Regions from separate parts of the Xenopus laevis genome. Here region 1 is linked to region 2. The links are chromatin contacts, called in public Hi-C maps. All regions are on one chromosome and are shown on one strand. The core of a region is the stretch at or near the end of the contact, and the rest is flanking DNA. Distances in the headings are between cores, read along the strand shown. Region 1 has its middle 49 kb from the start of dusp1.S. Region 2 holds the start of dusp1.S (dual specificity protein phosphatase 1-B).

Region 1 (3,909 bases), core at 380-2,879, 48 kb after region 2:
ACCATGAATACAATAGCACTAATGTGCACTTCCTGCAAAGTAAATGGTTTGTCCTCATTTGGTCTGTCTGGACTTTACAAACAATTAGTCATTCGTAGGGAAAGCTTAAAACTTTCAGTCCTCTTCCTACGCTGACCTCTATACAGTCTCTGTTGTATCAAAAGCAATTTATCCAATAATGATCCGGCCCTAAGGCAAGGCAAGGAGTACAACAAAAAAAGTTAAATAATGGAAAATAATACATAGTGTAATATTTATATTTAAACGTAACCACCACTTGCGCTACTTAAATAGAAGTGTGTCACCAGACTTTTTGGTTTAGTTGCCCTTTAAACAAACAGGCCATGAACATTGGTATATAAAGATTAATTAAAGTTTTGTCTAGCTTTTTCACCAATTCATCCAGCAGGAGTGCCTACTCACAGACTAGTACTTTCTTCCAGTGCCTTTCAAAGATAAAAGATAATCAAAAAATAGATAGCACACCCAATTAACGAAAAAATTAATTTATCACAAAGAAAAGAATATAATAAAAAAATCACAAAATAATACAAAATCTTAATTCATTTTACACAATGATTGCTTGCCTTGGTATTCAGTTATGTTAGGGCTATACTTTGAATGCCCAATTGCAAGTAATCTGTTTATACATTAAGCCAGGGGCACATTTCTTAATGGTCGAATATCAAGGGTTAATTAACCCTCGATATTCGACCGTCAAAGTAAAATCCTTCGACTTTGAATATCGAAGTCGACTGATTTACCACTATTTGTTCGTATGATTCGAACGATTCAAAGGATTTTAATCCATCGATCGAACGATTTTCCTTCGATCAGAAATGTGTTAGAATCCCCATAGGCTAACATTGATGCTTGGTAGGTTTTAGGTGGCGAAATAGGTGGTCAAAGTTTTTTTTTAAAAGACAGTACTTCGACTATCGAATGGTCGAATAGTCGAACGATTTTTAGTTTAAATCGTTCGATTCGAAGACGAAGTCGTAGGTTGAAGTAGCCAATTCGATGGTCGAAGTAGCCAAAAAATAACTTTGAAATTCAAAGTTTTTTTTATTCTAATCCTTCACTCGAACTTAGTAAATGTGCCCCATATTGTCAATTTATAATAAAAAATATTTTGGACATTTTAGTACAAGGATCTACAGGCTCTACAGTCAATGTTAGTGTATGTCAATGCACACAGCTGTGGTATATGCCTGGTATAAAATACAGAGCCTGCTATATCCTCTTCCATTTATCTCTTCCACTTATAACATATCTCTGACCAGTGCAATGCTATGAATTCTCCTAACTTGCTGTTTAGGTGAGTGCAGGATGGAAAGGTTTAATAAAACTATGTAAATATTATGATGTGCTCTTTTGAATGAGTAACCTGTATTTTAGATCAACCCTACCTTTATTTGAGTTCATAATGAAGGATTGTTCTTGTTATCATCTGTTAGCTAATGTTTTCTATTGTTTTGGCTTGTAGCATTGTAAAATAGAGAAAGCCCTTGGCGTGCCTGTCTGCCTATCTTGTTCTTCCAGCTTGCCATGCAGCACACAGTTGTAGAGCTGGCGTCAGAGTTAAGGGGCATCTCTTCAAGCCAGCGAATCTCTGCATAGCAACAGAAAACAACTGCAAACAATCCACCCACGCTCTCAGCTGTCAGCGCTTTCCCAATGTATGTGGCTTTGGCTTCAATCATTACAGCTTGTCTACGTATAAAAGAGAGAATATAGCTGACTGGACACCAGATTCGAATAATAGGGTATATACTTTGAAGAGGATGTCAGTAAATAAACTTGTTTCTAAGCCATGTAACACCCCTATTGGTATATTGCAATGAGATATGATTATTCTTTATAGGTACATTAGAATATAGAGGGCATTATAGACAGATAGCATGAAAGCAGATCTTTTTTCCCGTTAAGAGTATCACCCCTTTAGACTCGAGAAAAAGAACTTTCATTTGAAGCAACGTAGGGGGTTCTTCACAGTCAGGACAGTGAGGTTGCGGAATGCACTGCCGGGTGATGTTGTGATGCTGATTCAGTTAATGCCTTTAAAGGGGAAGGAAACCTCGTCGGCGCTAACCCCCCTCCCCCTCCCGTGTATTGCCCCCCCTCCCTCCTCCCCCCTGGCCTACCCCTCCCGCTGGGCAAATGCCCCTAACTTGTTACTTACCCTTCTGCGCAGGTCCAGTCCAGGGAGTTCACAGGCGACATCTTCTTCCACGCGATCTTCTTCCTCCTTTGACCGGCGTTTTGGCGCATGCGCAGTAGGAGCATTTCGCCGGTACGGATCTACTGCGCATGCGCCAAAAGTCACGCGCATGCGCAGTAGATCGTACCGGCGAAATGATCCTACTGCGCATGCGCCGGTCAAAGGAGGAAGAAGATCGCGTGGAAGAAGATGTCGCCTGTGAACTCCCTGGACTGGACCTGCGCAGAAGGGTAAGTAACAAGTTAGAGGCATTTGCCCAGCGGGAGGGGTAGGCCAGGGGGGAGGAGGGAGGGGGGGCAATACACGGGAGGGGGGTGGGGGGTTAGCGCCGACGAGGAGGTTTCCTTCCCCTTTAAGAATGGCTTGGATGATTTTTTGGACAGACATAATATCAAAGGCTATTGTGATACTAAGCTCTATAGTTATTATAGATATGAGTATATAGAATTTATGTGAAAGTAGGGAGGGGGTGTGTGTATGGATGCTGGGTTTTCATTTGTTGGGGTTGAACTGGATGGACTTTGTCTTTTTTCAACCCAATTTAACTATGTAACTATGTAACTTTAGTCTGCAAAAAGCTGTCCCCAAGAGAATAAGTCTGAGGCCTAGTAACTATTTTAAACACTGACATATCATGTTAACACCAGCAGGATGTAGAGAGCACCATGCAGACTCCTGTACATTAAAATGAGCAGAGTCTTTTTTTACCTCCGGTAGTTGTCACGTGGTTTAAATCGATGTACACATCCTTGTATTGTACAGTGCTGCCTCTTTATAAATGCTTGCTAATAATATAGTTGATCTTTCTTTTCTGGATTGTGCTTCCACTTTATCTGCCCATGGAACACCACCAACCACTGTGTGCCTAATTGCATAGTTAAAGGAACAGTAACATTAAAACATTTCATTTAAAAAATCAGTTCTATAACCTACAAATAATGGTAATGCCCTAATACATTTATATTAAATTTTATAACACATACCTTGTGTTTTTTTTAAAAAAAAATTGGCAAAAAACCTTCTATCAATTCACTTTGGAAAAAGAAGATAGGGCGACCAGCTCCTGATGCTTTTCCGCCACACAGCACTTGGAAGTTAGAACAAATTCAGAGCAGCCAGGAGTAGGCTTGGGCGAATTTGACCGGTTTCAGTTCGCCAAAAATTCGCTGCTGGCGAAATGTCGCAGACACCCATTAAAGTCTATGGGTGTTCAAAATTTGTTGATGCACGAGGAAATTTTTGTTGACGCGAGTCGTTTTTTTTTGTTGCACAACGCCATACAAGTCTTTGGGCGTCATTTCCGCGGTGAAACAAGGCAAAAAATTCACCCATCCCTATCCAGGAGGTTAGTAAGATCATGCTGGCTGAGGAGAGGCAGAGTGATTGAACAGGCTGCACAAGTGAGGGAACTGCAGGGCAAGGGAGGCAAGTGGTACCAAAATAACAGACCTCATATCAGCGGTGACCCGAAAGTGAAGCAGAGTGGCTGTCAGTGAGCAGATTCTGTCAGTGAAGACCATCCAGATGAGCATCCATTCCCTTCGAGTTCAACTTAGAAATTGAAGCCACAATAAAGCTTGCCGGTGTCTATTGATTGCTATGTGACGTCACTTCCAGAAGTAACACAAAACCGGAAGTCGGGACACAAAGACCCAAAAAAGGTTCACAGCTGTGCGCACGAGGGGAAA
Region 2 (3,760 bases), core at 703-3,202:
AATTTGGTATGTGGTTGATTAAATGAAATTTAGGTTTGCACGGGCTTTGGCTCACAAAGGGGCAGATTTACTCGAAGGCGAAGTGGCTTACACTAGCGTAAATTCGCTAACGTTACCCCCCGCAGGAAAAACGGCAGGGTGCAGGCGTCACATCGCTAGTGAAAGAGATATACGCTAGCGGTCATTCACACTCTATCACCAGGCAAAATTTCACTCTCTCGAATGGACGTTACTCCGCAAATTCAATGAAATGCGGATTTTACTGAACGTTACCTCCTTCACCAGACTTTCCTTCGCCAGCTTAGACCAGGCAAAGTGCACTGGAGTCCATAGATCTTCCTCAATCCTCTGTAACCTCTGTTATCATATTTTGTTAGTGGAAAAGTCCAAAAAACGCTAGCGTAGTTTCCTTTTTTCAGAGTGATAGCCTGCAAAAGTTCTTACATTTTTTTGGGGTAACCGGGCTCCCCCCTACATTTTCTAACATTTGGAACATAAACTATACAGTGGACTCATGTGTAGTGAATTATAACAACTCTATTGTCTTTATTAAGGTTCCATGGACTTGTGTAATGTAATGTATCTGCTGCAACATATACGTCCATTCAACTTTAAATTTCCCGCCTTATGCAAATTAACCTGAGAGCAAGACCTCTAGCTAGGGTCGCCACCTTTTCTGGAAAAAAATACCGGCCTTCCTATATATTTATCTTTTTTCCCTATTAATAACATTGGGATCAGCCATCATTCTTACCGGACAGGTGGCAACCCTGCCTCTAGCGAATTTGTGTGTAAGTGTAACGCTGACTGCGAAGCGGTTGCTGCCAAATTTTCGCCCTTGAGTAAATCTGCCCCAGGATTGGTCTAAGCTAGAAGGTTACTGGCTGGACCTGTCTCATCTAAACTGTAAACGCATGTGAGCAGAGTATGCTATTCTGCCCTTTCTTACAGCAACCTCTCACATTCTTCAGAAGATAATAATTATGGATCTGCTGCTGGAAATGGCCAAAAGATCAAATGCTTTTTTCCACCTCTCCAAAAGCCCAGTGGATTAACCCACATATTTTACAGCAAATCATTAGCAAACCAGAGGCCAAACAAAGGGCTTTCCAAAGTATTCTAAGAATGTTAATCAGACAAATCACACGCACAGATAACTATGATCTGCACATAGTTTTACTCTCTGCGCAGCTGGTCCTGAGCACGACCTAGTCATAAATAATGAGTTTTGGGGTGGGGGTGTCTCATATTGGCATTTCTCCCCGATATGCCCACATTGAAGTGGACAACATCAGGCTTATCCGACCGTGGGCCCTAGGGTCCAATGATCGGATGATAATACATCCGATACGGGCGTTCAGATAGAGGGACTGCGGCCGCGATCCAACGGGATTTTTTAACCATCCCAATCGAGATCTGGTCATATTTCGGGGGAATGGCCCCACACACAGGCCAATAAGCTGCCGACTCGGTCTGTCGGCAGCTTTTATCGCCCCCCGTATATGGGGGCCTTAAGACAATGACAAAGCTTAATCACCAAAAGGGAAATAGAAACTGATTATGTCATTCTTCATTCCAAGCAGAGTGTTCACATATGACATCACACTGATCAAACACCATTACACATCAATAAGCACAAAAAAAAATGATATTGGAATAAATCAGTTTGTGAGTTACTACAAGAAATCTCCAGAACATTGCGTGCCTCTTATGTAAATGAGAGGGGGATCCACTGAGCTCCTGGTGATTAAGGTTACAGCAGTTTATTTCCTGCTCTGTCAACACAGGACAACGCCGAAGCGTTTGTGTATAAAGCGTTGCTGCTTGAGCTCTGGTGATGACGTTAATCACTTGTGGGGTTTGCCAGCGAGGGGCGTGGCTAAAATGCCTCGTTGAAGTCACGGAGCCACGTGATGCAAAACCATTCATAAAACAACGCCCTGCCTGTATAAATAGGAGGCTGGAAACCGGAGCACTAGCAAGAATTAAAGCCAGCAAAGAAACATCAGCTCTAAGTAATCGAACCGTAAGAAATAAGACGAAACTAGAAACTCAAGACTGGCTATTTTCTAGTAGAAACATTAGATCCGCGCAGTATTTCTTTTATTATTTCTAACAGCGAGTGTAAGCTTTTATTGGAGCGTAGGAGAAGCGGGAGAGTGGAGCAGCCTATTGGATTGTGCGGCACTTCAGCAATGGTCAATATGGAAATCTGCGCTATGGATTGCTGCGTGTTCAAAGGACTGTTGGCAGAGAGAGCCCACAAATGCCTTATATTGGACTGCAGGTCGTTTTTCGCCTTCAGCTCCTCCAGTATCATTGGATCCAGCAATGTTCGCCTGAGCACCATTGTAAAGAGGAGAGCTAAAGGCAGCATGGGCTTGGAGCACATCATCCCCAATGAGGAGCAGAGGGGTCGGCTGGTGGCTGGGATGTACGAGGCGGTGGTGCTGCTGGATGAGAGGACATCAGAGCTGGACATGCTAAGGAAAGACAGCACCATGATGCTGGCAGTCAATGCCCTGTCTAGGGACCCCAGGGGCAGCAGGATCTACTTCCTAAAAGGTACTTTAAGCTCCACTCCTCAACCTGTTCCCCAAACATCCTTTCACTATTGTAGAGGGTCCAGGGAAGAAAAAAAATGTCTATTGTTGAAGGACTGAGTCCTTGCATTTTATCCCTTTTCCCCTCTGCATTAACAGCAATCTGGTGCACACAAATGCTTACAAATATTACTTTTAGTACATAATGACCGGCGCCTCTCACCCTGAAATTGGCGTTTTGCCTCTTATATTTAGATGTAGTTCAGGTTTACTGAGGTTGCCCTTATTATCACAAGTAAGGAAAGCCTTGGGTAATCAAATTCAGCTTCTGTGTACCCATTTAACCATTTTTGTTATGTTATTGTGTGTTTCAGGTGGCTACGAGACATTTTCTTCACAGTGCCCAGAATTCTGCAACAAAAACTCTCCTCCAGTGGCTCTGAGTTTGCCTCTAAGTCCCAACAATGTGCCAGGCAGTGCAGACTCCAATTGCACTCCTTGTGGAACGCCACTCTATGACCAGGTTTGTATTCCTACCACGTGCTAGTTTTGCTATTCTCTAAATACCAACAACTCTCACAAGTCACAATCTCTGGCCAGGCTATTCATTAAACCAATATTTACCAGTAAGCATTGCTGATAAAGAGTCATGCCTGTGTTTATACCAAAAAGATGGATACTGGCTGTGTATAGCTGCTCTCTAGCCTACAGCCACATTGCAAATGTGTAATTCATAAACTAGACATTTTACTGAAAAATCCTATAACACACTGATATTTTTTTAGTGTAAAACTCCAATATGAGTGTCACAGTAATGCCTGGGCAGTGGATAAAATTGGCACAGTGTTCTCAACAATTCCCATCTATAAAAATGAAACATCTATTATTCGTTCTGTGGTTCTTATACTCAACCTATTGTCTTTGTCTATGTTTTATAGGGGGGACCAGTGGAAATTCTGCCCTTCCTGTATTTGGGCAGTGCATACCATGCATCAAGGAAAGACATGCTGGAGGCCCTTGGAATTACAGCCCTCATCAATGTATCAGCAAACTGTCCTAATCACTTTGAGGGACACTTCCAGTACAAGAGCATTCCTGTTGAAGACAGTCACAAAGCAGACATCAGTTCGTGGTTCAATGAAGCTATCGATTTCATAGGTAAGACAAAACTTGCTTTTGTCCTGTCATACACGAAAGTACTCAATAAATAGAAGACC

The links. A called contact is a pair of places that touch in the nucleus more often than the background predicts.
Region 1: a Hi-C map of the XL177 cell line shows a contact between it and region 2, with 2.0 times the contacts expected there. The contact joins the enhancer-like site here to the promoter of dusp1.S in region 2. A contact is called at or near these places in 2 of 4 Hi-C or Micro-C datasets (the XL177 cell line and the XTC cell line).

What each region holds. Positions count from the first base shown.
Region 1 is chr3S:105,126,857-105,130,765 of Xenopus_laevis_v10.1, forward strand. No RefSeq gene overlaps it. Among protein-coding and RNA genes, the nearest start is that of dusp1.S, 49 kb to the left of the region's middle. Within about 2 kb of position 1,630, at least 1 of the 7 cell types and tissues checked has an H3K27ac peak or open chromatin away from gene starts, as enhancers often do.
Region 2 is chr3S:105,078,068-105,081,827 of Xenopus_laevis_v10.1, forward strand. dusp1.S (dual specificity protein phosphatase 1-B) reads left to right here and starts at 1,953. Exons shown (of 5, transcript XR_005966693.1): 1 at 1,953-2,565; 2 at 2,918-3,066; 3 at 3,482-3,701.